2 separate regions of the Mus musculus genome follow, and region 2 is linked to region 1. The links are chromatin contacts, called in public HiChIP or PLAC-seq maps. All regions are on one chromosome and are shown on one strand. Each heading gives the region's core, a stretch centred on a gene start, on an enhancer-like site or on the middle of the called end of the contact. The rest is flanking DNA. Distances are from core to core; before and after follow the strand shown.

Region 1 (5,491 bases), core at 569-3,068:
AAAAACAAACGCAAAAAAGTAACACCCCAAGTTATGAAAAAGAACTCACTAAGAGTTGAGAGGTTTGTCTTTCAGGTTTATTATGTCTGTCCAAGACGCTTGATCAATTGGCACATGATGATATTGGAAAAAAATTGAACAAGCAAGAGATAAGTATGTGTGTATAGATCTTTGAACTGTCGTGGGAGGAAGAGTCAGCTTCTGCAAAGAGCTTGCAGCTTTCTATAAATGTGTTATTTTGATAAAGCCATAGCATTTTATTCAGATTTATTTATTGGAGAAATTTTTATTCTGACATTCTTGCCTTTTAGGTAAGAAGATAAAAGGAATTTTGGTGAATACTACACCTTACATCTTAGATTAAAAAATAAATTTCAGGCTACTTACAGAAAAGAAATAACTATGTAACCTCTTGTTCAAGAGCCTAAAAAATGAGGACATTGGGATCAAAAGTCAGGAAATGTTTTTGGTTCTGACTTAGAAGACAGAAGGGGAGTATATATTAGCCATCAGTTGTTCATTAGCTGTTATATAGATCAGCCTGATGTGGTAAATTTATTTCAAGTGTGACGTGTGTGTGAATGGTGTATGTGATTGACTATGTGTGCTTTCTTGTGTGAAGGGGATAGAGGGTATAGATGTGTGTAGGTGGGTAGGCGGCTGTATGTGTGGAGGTCATAGAACAGCCTTTGAGTGTTGGCCTTTAAGGTAGTAAGTTTGAAGAAATACTGATAAATGTCACAACATTTTAACCTGAAAAATAAAATGTTTTTCAGAGATAGTTGGCTTTTATATTTATTATGAATAATTTGTGTCTAGCTTATGAGCAAACCACTTTTATAAGCGGTTTGTACCAGATATAACTGGTTCAGGTATTTATAAGGCCAACATCATGTGGGCAAAGAAGTACCTAAATGCATATTGTCAACCAGTTTGGAGAATTAGCCTTTCATCATTAAAGGAATGAAGAACAAATAACGGTTTCCACTTAAAGCCTGCTGAATTATCTTTAAGGCTTTCAGTTAGTTCATACTGCCTTGGGGAAAGTGGTGTCCTGTGCAGTACTCCAAAGCAGTACTTACACAACTCCTTAGAGCGTTGTTGGCCAGTGCACAGCACTCCATTACTTGCCTTGACGACTCTTCAGTTTACACTGGGGATACGAATCGTGAACCATATGTGAAGATGCTGACTGCCTTAAAAATTGGGACTGTTTATATATCCTCCTGTGAGTAGTGACTAAGTGCAGTGAATTTAATAAATGAACACAACACCATTGAATGTAAGATGGTGACAAACACTAGAGATAGAAATGCTTATGATTAAAAAAACACAGATTTTATATTTCATCTCTGTGAATGGATAGGAAGTTATAGAAAAAAATGGGAAAATGGAAGCAGTTATTTTAAGAAAATGGAACTACAATCCAATGCTTGTCTTTTAAAATTGTCTTGAGAGCCTGGCGTGGTGGTGCACGCCTTTAATCCCAGCACTCGGGAGGCAGAGGCAGGTGGATTTCTGAGTTCGAGACCAGCCTGGTCTACAAAGTGAGTTCCAGGACAGCCAGGGCTATACAGAGAAACCCTGTCATGAAAAACCAAAAAATAAAATAAAATAAAATAAAGTTGTTTTGAGACTAGGGAGATGGTTCAGTTTGTAAAGTATTTGGCAGTTTGTCTTGCAAGCCTGAAGACCTGCGTTTGTTCCCCAGCACCTATGTAAATGAAGCTCAGCCCACATCTTTAACCCCAGGACAGGCAGAAGCAGGTGGGGCTCTGTGAGTTGGAGGCCAGCCTGGACTACAAATGAGAAAGATCTTATCTCAAAACAAATGAACAAAAGAAAAGCCAGCCACAGGTAATCCCTGTGTTGCAATCCCAGTGCTGAGAAATAGAGGCAGTAACATCTTTGGGCTGCTGACTGGCCAGTCTAGTTGAATCTGGTGAGCTCAAGGTTAATTTAAACTCTATCTCAAAAAGTAAAGTGGAAAATGACTGAGGGAGACACGCGGTGTCCATCGTTGGTTTTGACACTCATTTGTGCATATGTATGCCCATACACTTATACATACAAAAATCAAAATCTCTTAAGTGCCCCCCCCCCCCCTTTTGGCCTGTGCTAGGGATTGAGCAAGGTAAGTGATCTCCTCCTGAGCTCTTTGCTCTGAGCTTTACAAATGTCTCTAATAAGGAAATAGGATGAGACACTACACTGAGTGTAAGTTGTGCCTGCTGTGTCAGGTTCCCAGAAGTCTGTCCTGCCAGCCCTGCCTGTCTCAGCAGACTCAGGGAGAGATTTGTGCTTGTATGTAAGGTCCTAAATTTTACTTAAGAGTCTTAAGGCAACCCTTAATTGGAGTAATGCAAGACTTAAGCTCTATCTAGACTTGCTTTGGAAAGGCTTTCCACTGGACAGGTAAGGCCAACTAGGTCATTAAGTGTGTTTGCATTTGTCTTGTTCTCTTGTACCCTGAGACCCAGGAAGAGAAGTGGGAGGGAGGATGAGAGAGAAGATGGGAGAATTTACTGGAACATGGAGGCATTTAAAAACAAAACAAAGACCCAGCATGTATTGATCATACTAAATTACTTAAAAATATCAATCAGATTGTACCTGTATTTTTCTTCTAGCTTCACAAAATTCTAGGAGATAAGGTGAACAATACGGCTGTGATTGAAAAGCAAGTTCTAGAACTGTGGGACAGACTGTATCACTCTTGGTTTGTTAAGGTAAGTTCTTTTAGATTAAGTGTCCATAGTAACTAGTAATAGCATTGTGCTTTACCGGGTGATTGGGTCTATAGGACTGTGATGGTTTGTATATCCTTGGACCAGGGAGTGGCACCATCTGGAGGTGTGGCCTTGTTGGAATAGGTGTGACCTGGTTGGAATGGGTGTGTCACTGTGGGTGTGGGTATAAGATCCTCACCCTAGTTGCCTGGAAGTCAGTCTTCCACTAGCAGCCTTTGGATGAAGACGTAGAACTCTCTCTCAGCTCTGACTGTGCCTTGCCTGCCTGCCTGGATACTGCCATGCTCCCACCTTGATGATAATGGACTGAACCTCTGACCCTGTAAGCCAGCCCCAATTAAATGTCATCCTTTATAAGACTTGCCTTGGCCATGGTGTCTGTTCACAGCAATAAAACCGTAACCAAGACAAGGACTTTGTTAACTTTAGAGTTTCACTTCCCATTCCAGCAGTGAGAACTTAAGCCTTTGTTAGTGTCGGCTTCCATTGGTGGTTAGTTTCTTTGGCAAGCCCCGTAATCTCTGAGGTATCCTCTTCCATCATTTGCTCATCATGTAGTATCTTCCTCTGCAGTAGCTGTGTACAGTGCACATACAGAAGCCACGTCTGTTTGCTCATGGTGATGGGGATTGAGCCTGGCATCGTGTGTGTTAATAAGCACAAGGTCTGTCACTGAGCTGTTACACTCCAAGCTTCTACAAGCCACGTAGGTGGTATTTTTCTAGTAGCTGCATTAAATAACTAAACACAAACAAGAATATTAACTAAAAATGGATGAGATTAATTTTAATAATATTCATTTAATTCAGGTTTTCCACTGTCATTTCAGTATATACTTTATAAAATAAATTCAGTATACAACCAAGTCTTTGAACTCTTTCAAGTGTGATTTGCACTAGCAGCACAGCTCAGATTTAGTGTGAGCCATATTTTAAGTGATCAGTAGCCACCTGTGGTTAGTGGCTATTGTTTGGAACTAGTGAATTCTAGACTTTGAAAACCTTTCTGTTTGAGGAGACAGAAATAGATCTAAACTTGAGAAACTTTCCCTTCCAGACTGTTTTTTGTGTTGCTTATACTTACACACTCTAACTTTAGAGTTTATGGTAGAACGAGCGTGGCTTCTACTCTGTATAAACAGCGGAATCTGCTGAGCCGGTTTTTAGGCCATGTTATATGAACAGTGGGTGCAGAGCTGCTGGTTTTTTCCCAGGGTTAACTTGAAGAGAAGAAGAACATGCCAGAGGAGGGTGGCCGAGTTTGAGTTTCTTGCTTAACAAGAATGTGACATGTTCTACATGGTGTGGTCTTTCCCTGAGATGAGGGAATAATAATGACTTCCGTGGATAAGACTTGAGAGTTAAAGCTAACAGTGGTATGTGAGCTAAAGTATTTCATTGTGTCTGAGGGGCTAAGCAGTTAGAAAGGTCTCATTCGGTTTTTGTGCTCACTCTAGATCTTCTTAACATGTAGCTTTTCTTGTCATTCATCCTGTTTGAGCCCCATTTTTTTTTTTGTTGGAGGGCCAGAGACTTGAAGACAGATGTGTACATGGGAAAACTGGGTGGTGGTCTCTCCCTCTCGCATGTAGCAGACTCTAGAGCATCTGCGCTCAGGAAGAAAGGAAGGGCACACAAAATGTTGACTTGCCTCTGAATTTCAACCTCATTTTGTCTGCTCGTTTCCCTTTCAAATTCAGTGCTTCCTGCCCATGTAAATTTTTTGCAGACAGACAAATTAGATCCCACACCCCTTCTTGGCTCTGTGTTAGTTTCTTCTCTTTCTGCTCTTACATTATTACATAGTGTATATAATTAAGAATGGAGAAAGAGGCAAAAGTAGGAGGTCAAGAGAAGGTAGAGGCGCTGAAGGAAGTGAAGGTTTACATGCACCCTCTGGGTGCTGTGAGTTCCTGGTTAGGAGAGAAGCAGTTGTGTCGCCATTCACAGTACCTGGAATGCGAATGCAGAAATGCTGAACTACTAGTCTTTAGGTGGAACTCTAACTTAATATCTTAAATTTGCAAGGATTTTCATAGGCGAGTACTTACTGAATTATTTTAAACAGGTGTAAAACAAAAGAGGCATTTATCCTTTGGACGTGTTAAAATGGGAGTTTCACATGTCACTGGCCTTGTTCCATAGAACGTGACACACTCTGGAAGGCACAAAGGGCACAAGATGCATGTGAGCCGTCAGAACAGCTGGCTGGGAGATATTTTGGACTGGCAAGATATTGCCTCTTTCGTTCATGAGAACATCGAGACTTTTCTTTCGGTAAGATGGAGTGGTTACTGTTGGTTGACTTAACCCAGCTTTTCTTACCTCAGTGTCTTCAGCTGCCCTGTTTTTAGTACCATGGAATGCATAGGCTTTGATTAAACCAGAAAGCTGTCCAGAAGCTGAGTCTTGAGGTCTGGCTCAGAACACCCGAGAAACGCTGACTCCTGAAACACGTGAACAAGCCTGTGGGCTCAGGATCACCAGAGTGCCCTAAGCTGGACATTACAGACAGACCAGGTTTTCTGGTTGGTAAAGCCCTTGATATGTGGAAGTAGGGTGGGCATCACTAGAGGGGCAGTAAAGGCTGCACCAGCTGGCCTCCCACTGACCCCGTCCGCCTTGCATCCTACCCCATTGTTGAACCTTAATCACCACCTTCATTCCCCAGAGCCGCTTTGCCAGGTGTCTTGGCATGTAACTTCAGAGAAGATTTTTCTTGTGAATGAACATGTGACTCTC
Region 2 (5,103 bases), core at 2,338-4,837, 40 kb before region 1:
CTGGCAAAGCCAAGCCTCTGCTAGAGCACAAGGCAAATCATAGTCAGCTGCTGGAAAATATCCCTATATCCCCCACTCCTGAGATGAAAACAAAAACATATTCTTATAGTATATCTGTTTTTTTTTTTCAAAGAAAAAACCAGCAAAATTCCAGAATTGTCACCAGAGTGAGTTACAGAACAGCCAGAGCTACCCAGAAAAAGTCTGTCTTGGGGGGCAAAGACATAAATGTAGGCATTAACCAAAAAACATTAGTAGGGTACAAGTAGGTAAGCTATATCAAGGAAGGGAAAACTCTATTAAGTATTTAGATATTCTCTGATGACATTCTTAGCTTTTGGATGGATAAGACCTAGTGGGTTGCTAAAACTATATTTTAAAGGTTTTACCTTATGGTTAGAGGATGTTAGGTTAGACACAGGGGTGGGCAATGAGTGGCCATTAAGGGGACTATAAAAACAGCCAAGATAATTTGGCTCTGAATCTGCAGTGTTAACTCTCCACAATTATGAAGTTGTAGTCAAGTTTTCAGCGGTGCAGCATCTTCCACACAGGTGTGGCCTTTATCTCTCGCCTTGTCTCCCAGCTCTGCAACGCAAGAGTCCTACAGCTCAGTCCTTTGACTCTCCTGGCAACCAGATGTGTGTTTGAAAGTCTCAGGATCATGCAGGAAGCACAGACCGGCCGTTGGGAAATGAAAGCACACATTCATTCTCTTGCTTGGTACGTTTTGAGCTCTTACTCCGGATCATGAATATCCTTGGCTGTGCCAGGTCATAGACACACAGAACTGGAGCAGACCCAGTCCCTGCTCCGTAGGAGCTCTGTAGGAAGAAAGATACATCAACCAGCAACTTTGACAGCAGCATGCTGAGTCCTATGGGAGGTGAAAACCAACCAACCCAGAGTATTACAGGAGGCCATACAAATACTTCTCAGTTTATAACACCTCAGTTTCTCTTCTATTAGAGTTCTTTTCTTCACTGCAAATTCTACCCGATGCCTGTCAGTTCTCTTTGGCCGTTAGAACCCTTTTGAAAGGTGCAGCAAGTTCCCTTTTCATTGAGACTTGGGAACAGAGTATAGTAGGATGACAGAATCTCTTCCATTTGCTGAGCTGGGGCCCCAACACAATTCAGGCAACACTCACAGGCCTTGTACCCTTTGGTAAAGAGTTTGCTATGTGACTTATTGTTTACAGGAACTTAGGTTTTGTAGTTGAGAGATTTGCCGGCTTGAGGGATCATTTGGATGCACTTTGAGCCCTTTTTGTTAGGAGACAGGAAGCCAGACCGGAAGTAGCCACCCACGGAGGAGGCTTTGCTGTTGGGTACAAGTGACTGGCTTGAGTGACAAAAGGCACAGATTCTCTAAGCTCTTCCTGCACTCTGCTTTGGCTTTACAGGGATTAGAAGTTTGAAGGATGGAACGTCAGAAGCACTGCCCATCTTATGCTGGGCCCTGGACTCTGAGCTTTGAGCCCCCGGGTAGCATGGGTGTTCGGTGCTGACTCACAGCTCTGAGCACGTGTCAAGCACCTCCCATTCCCAAAAGGTTTTAGCTATGAAGGTGACGCCTTGTTATATAAAGAGCAGCTCAAGTCAATGAATATGTGCACTGACAGCAAATCTGACTATAATTTGCGATGGTGATATCAGGGGGTCTGAACAAAGCAGTTACATAGCTCAGTAAAATGTTTATACAACTGACACAAACATTTGCTGACTGAGACTTCAAAGACCCCAGACCTATGAGCAAGATGGAAAGGAGAAAGGAATTCCTTTTCCTTCCCCACCCCCGCCTTTTACATCCAGGACATAGTTAGCAATGTTTCTTCATATGGAAACTACCATATTTATATTAGAACAGAAAGAGAAGACACGCTGAAAGTAATATGAAAGTTTACTGAGAACAGGAAATAGCTATCTCTTATGGTGGACTCCTCCCACACTGCGTACTCCATAAAGATGTAAAGGCCAGCTCTCTCTTTTTCCCTTCCTCCCTCTCTCCACTTATATCTCTTCCTTCTGTCTCTTTCCCAAATAAAAATCCTCTTCACTGTATTTTATAGGAAGCAGGCTTGGATCCCAACACTTTTTCCTTAGGGCGGAAGAACCCCCGCACTGCTCAGGGCTTGTTCTTTTTCCACAAGCACCCTGTAGTAAGAACTCTGATTTCCATTATCCCTTGCCAGAGAGAGCATTGCAGTGGGGAGCTTTGCTGACCTGACCCCCCAGGTACTAAAAGCAAAGAGTGGCTGTTTAACATTCTGCTATAGGTATTCTGAGGTATTTAGATTGCTCCCATACTGAGGCTCCTAAATCTGTATGAGGCACAAAAGGTTAATAGTCACAGCACATTATGGTTCTCTAAGGAACTTTACATGTGAGTATAAGAAAAGTTCCCTAGAAATTCAGCCATGATTACAGAGTCTGTAACATTTCAGCTGCTGCTGTAACCCAGGTGTCATCCATTAGGAATCTAGGAAGTGAGGAAGGCAAGGCTTGCCTTGTGTGAATAGTATTCTACCCAGCTGGAGGAAGAGGTGGAGCTCAGAGGTAAATTAGCAGGGATGGGAGGAAATAGGGCATTTCTCCGCGGCCCTCAGAGAGAGAGTGGAAGGGCTTACACGCTTAGGAAGACATGTGTGAAGCTCGGTATATATACACCGTTTTAATATCGTTTTCCTGAAGTCAGTCTTCATGTTTGTATCTACCCGTGTTGAATTAAATGGGACAATCACACAGTTTACCACTGATCTACACCCATAGCCTTTCAATAGATACTATCAAAGGGCTCCTAACAGGATCCCCTGTTCAGTTCAGTTAGCATAGACAGAAAAACTACAGAATAAGCGTCCACAGTGTTAACCTGCTTCACCTACTTGGAAGCTGTACGAGGCCAGGTACTTAATTTCTCTGCGCCCCTTGTTTTCTACAAAACAAGACTAGTAGCATCTCTGTAGGGGTGTTCTAAAGATAAAATGAGTTGGTAGGAGCCAAGCACCTAGACCAGGCAATAGCTACTTAAAACCCTGTCATATACATAAGAGAACACTTTAAAACGTGTTTAAGAGTGTGTATTATTCTTCCAAAGGACCTGAGGTCTATTCCCAGCATCCAAATAAGGCTGTTCACAACCTCCTGTAACTCTGTCTGTGGGGATTAGACACTTCTGGCTTCTTTGGTCACCCACACATGTTACATACACACGATTAAAAATAAGTATTTATTAAATAAATCAGTTAAACTAAGTCTGTGCATCAGTGTTTTTAGACATACAGCTTGTGTTTTCCATCTCTGAGTCTCTTTTGAGATCCTGTCTCCGGAAAAGTTGACATCAATTAAAGTATCCGCCCCCGCTCCCAACCCCATTTTCTTGGACCCCCTCAAAACTTGTTACCTGGTCCCTGTGGGACCATTGGGCCCAAGGGCGGAGGCATTTGCGTTCAGCCTCTTGGGAGTTGTAGTTTCCTTAGGTTCTGGCGCATGCTCCACCGCACGCTGGGAACTACAAAACCCACAAATCCTCGCTGCACCGCCCTCCTCCGCCTCGCGTTCCTCCCCCGCTCGCAGCCCCGCCCCTCGGTCCAGGCAGAGGCGCGATGGCCGACCGCGGCGGCCCTGCTGAGGCGCCCAGCCCGCGGGGCTCTCCCCGGCCAGAGTCCCGGGCCCCGCGCACGGTCGGGCCGGGCGAGACCCCGCGTACCGCGGCGCTGGCGCTGCGCTTCGATAAGCCCATCAAGCAGGCTTTCTACAACACGGGCGCCGTGCTGTTCGTGTGCCTGTGCTGCGGCGCCGCGGTGCTCGTGTACTTCATCCTCGAGGCCTTCCTGCGGCCGCTGCTCTGGGCCGTGCTGTGCGGCACTTTCCTGCACCCGTTCAAGAGCTCGCTCACGCGCCTGGGCCGCCTGTGGCTGCGGCGCCTGCACCGCGCGCACACGCCCATCGTGCTGGCCGCGCTGCTGCTGCCGCTCTGCTTCGCCGACTACGGCGTGGAGGCGCTGGGCGAGCAGGCGCTGCGCCGCCGCCGCCTGTTGCTGCTGCTGGGAGCGGGCGGCCCGCTGCTCTATGGGCTCTACTGCCTGGGCAGCTACCTGGGCGTGCAGGTGCTGCTGGCGCACGCGGGCGCGCTCATCTGCCGCGGCCTCGACTACTTCAGCAGCCTGTGGGTGAGTGAGATGGGGGAGTGCGTGCGAGGTTGGCGGGACCCGGGACGCCGCGACAAGGCGGCCAAAGGTCCTCCAGTGAGCGCCTTCCCACGGCCGAGGGACTTGGCGCGCTTCCTTCCAGAGAGGCGGGTGTGATTTGAAACCCGCCCTCCGCTAGGGAAAAGGTCCTTTGGCTGAGTTCAGTTCTTTCACCCTAGTTTGTGTGTGACTCTGGGCGCTTTCGAGAACTGTATTACTTATGTGGGGGCCATTGCGACCCGGTCTACGTTAGCAATGGACTGCGTTAAAGGAGAGAGATACCAGGTGTCAATCGAGGAACTTCAGAATTGGAAGGAATCGCAAAGATAATCTTAGAGGCGAATTCCTGACTCAGACTACGTCGCAGGCTGGTTAGTTCACATATTTATCGGGCAAGGTTAAAGTGAAGTGGTTATTTAATGCTTAAGAATCTTAAGAATGTTGGTTGGTAAACTACCACAGGGGCTAAGAATGCAACGCTGGAATAGCGAGATCCTAGACAGCGCGAGATCTAGCGTGTATACACCCCATACTATTTCACCTTTATTCACTTTGTTACTGAAAAAGTGAATATGCCCTGAGATTATTAACGTTACAAAGTAATTGCCTTTCTTTGCTAGAGCAGGTTTAAACTTGCCAAAGGTAGATTGCTAATTGGTCCCAGGATCATGAGGTCATCTCTTGGTTCTTGTTTAAAGTTGATTGAAGACATTGTCAGGTACTTTTCTTCGGGGTGTATAGGAGTACTTTTGCGGGGGTGGTGGTGCTGGGGGTGTCATGTGTGCTACTGAGTTGTACCTTCAGCCTCATAAATTAGCATATCCTAATGGAACAGACATACACAGAGGTAAGTGTACACTTCTCACAGTTGTGGGCCACAGGTTCAGTTAGTGTGACCGCCTTAAAGATGAATA

The links. HiChIP or PLAC-seq counts read pairs in DNA pulled down with a chosen protein or histone mark.
Region 2: a contact with region 1 is called in an H3K27ac HiChIP or PLAC-seq map of embryonic stem cells, with 18 read pairs. The contact joins the promoter of Tmem245 here to the enhancer-like site in region 1. A contact is called at or near these places in 6 of 39 promoter capture datasets (the SN4741 cell line, frontonasal cranial neural crest, macrophages and 3 more), 3 of 15 datasets of contacts at CTCF or cohesin (CD8 T cells, the NIH/3T3 cell line and large pre-B cells), 8 of 484 Hi-C or Micro-C datasets (CD4 T cells, Sertoli cells, cerebral cortex and 3 more), 6 of 115 datasets of contacts at active chromatin or transcription factors (double positive thymocytes, embryonic stem cells and extraembryonic endoderm stem cells) and 4 of 9 other capture datasets (adipose tissue, embryonic stem cells, liver and 1 more).

Annotation. Positions count from the first base shown.
Region 1 is chr4:56,903,453-56,908,943 of GRCm38.p6, reverse strand. Tmem245 (transmembrane protein 245) reads left to right here. Exons shown (of 18, transcript NM_001369260.1): 11 at 2,631-2,729; 12 at 4,895-5,026. Among named protein-coding and RNA genes, the nearest start is that of Gm22300, 7.4 kb to the left of the region's middle. Within about 2 kb of position 1,818, at least 6 of the 459 cell types and tissues checked have an H3K27ac peak or open chromatin away from gene starts, as enhancers often do. A contact at or near this core is called in embryonic stem cells and extraembryonic endoderm stem cells, where this site is marked.
Region 2 is chr4:56,945,913-56,951,015 of GRCm38.p6, reverse strand. Tmem245 (transmembrane protein 245) reads left to right here and starts at 3,587. Exons shown (of 18, transcript NM_001369260.1): 1 at 3,587-4,171. The coding sequence starts at 3,605.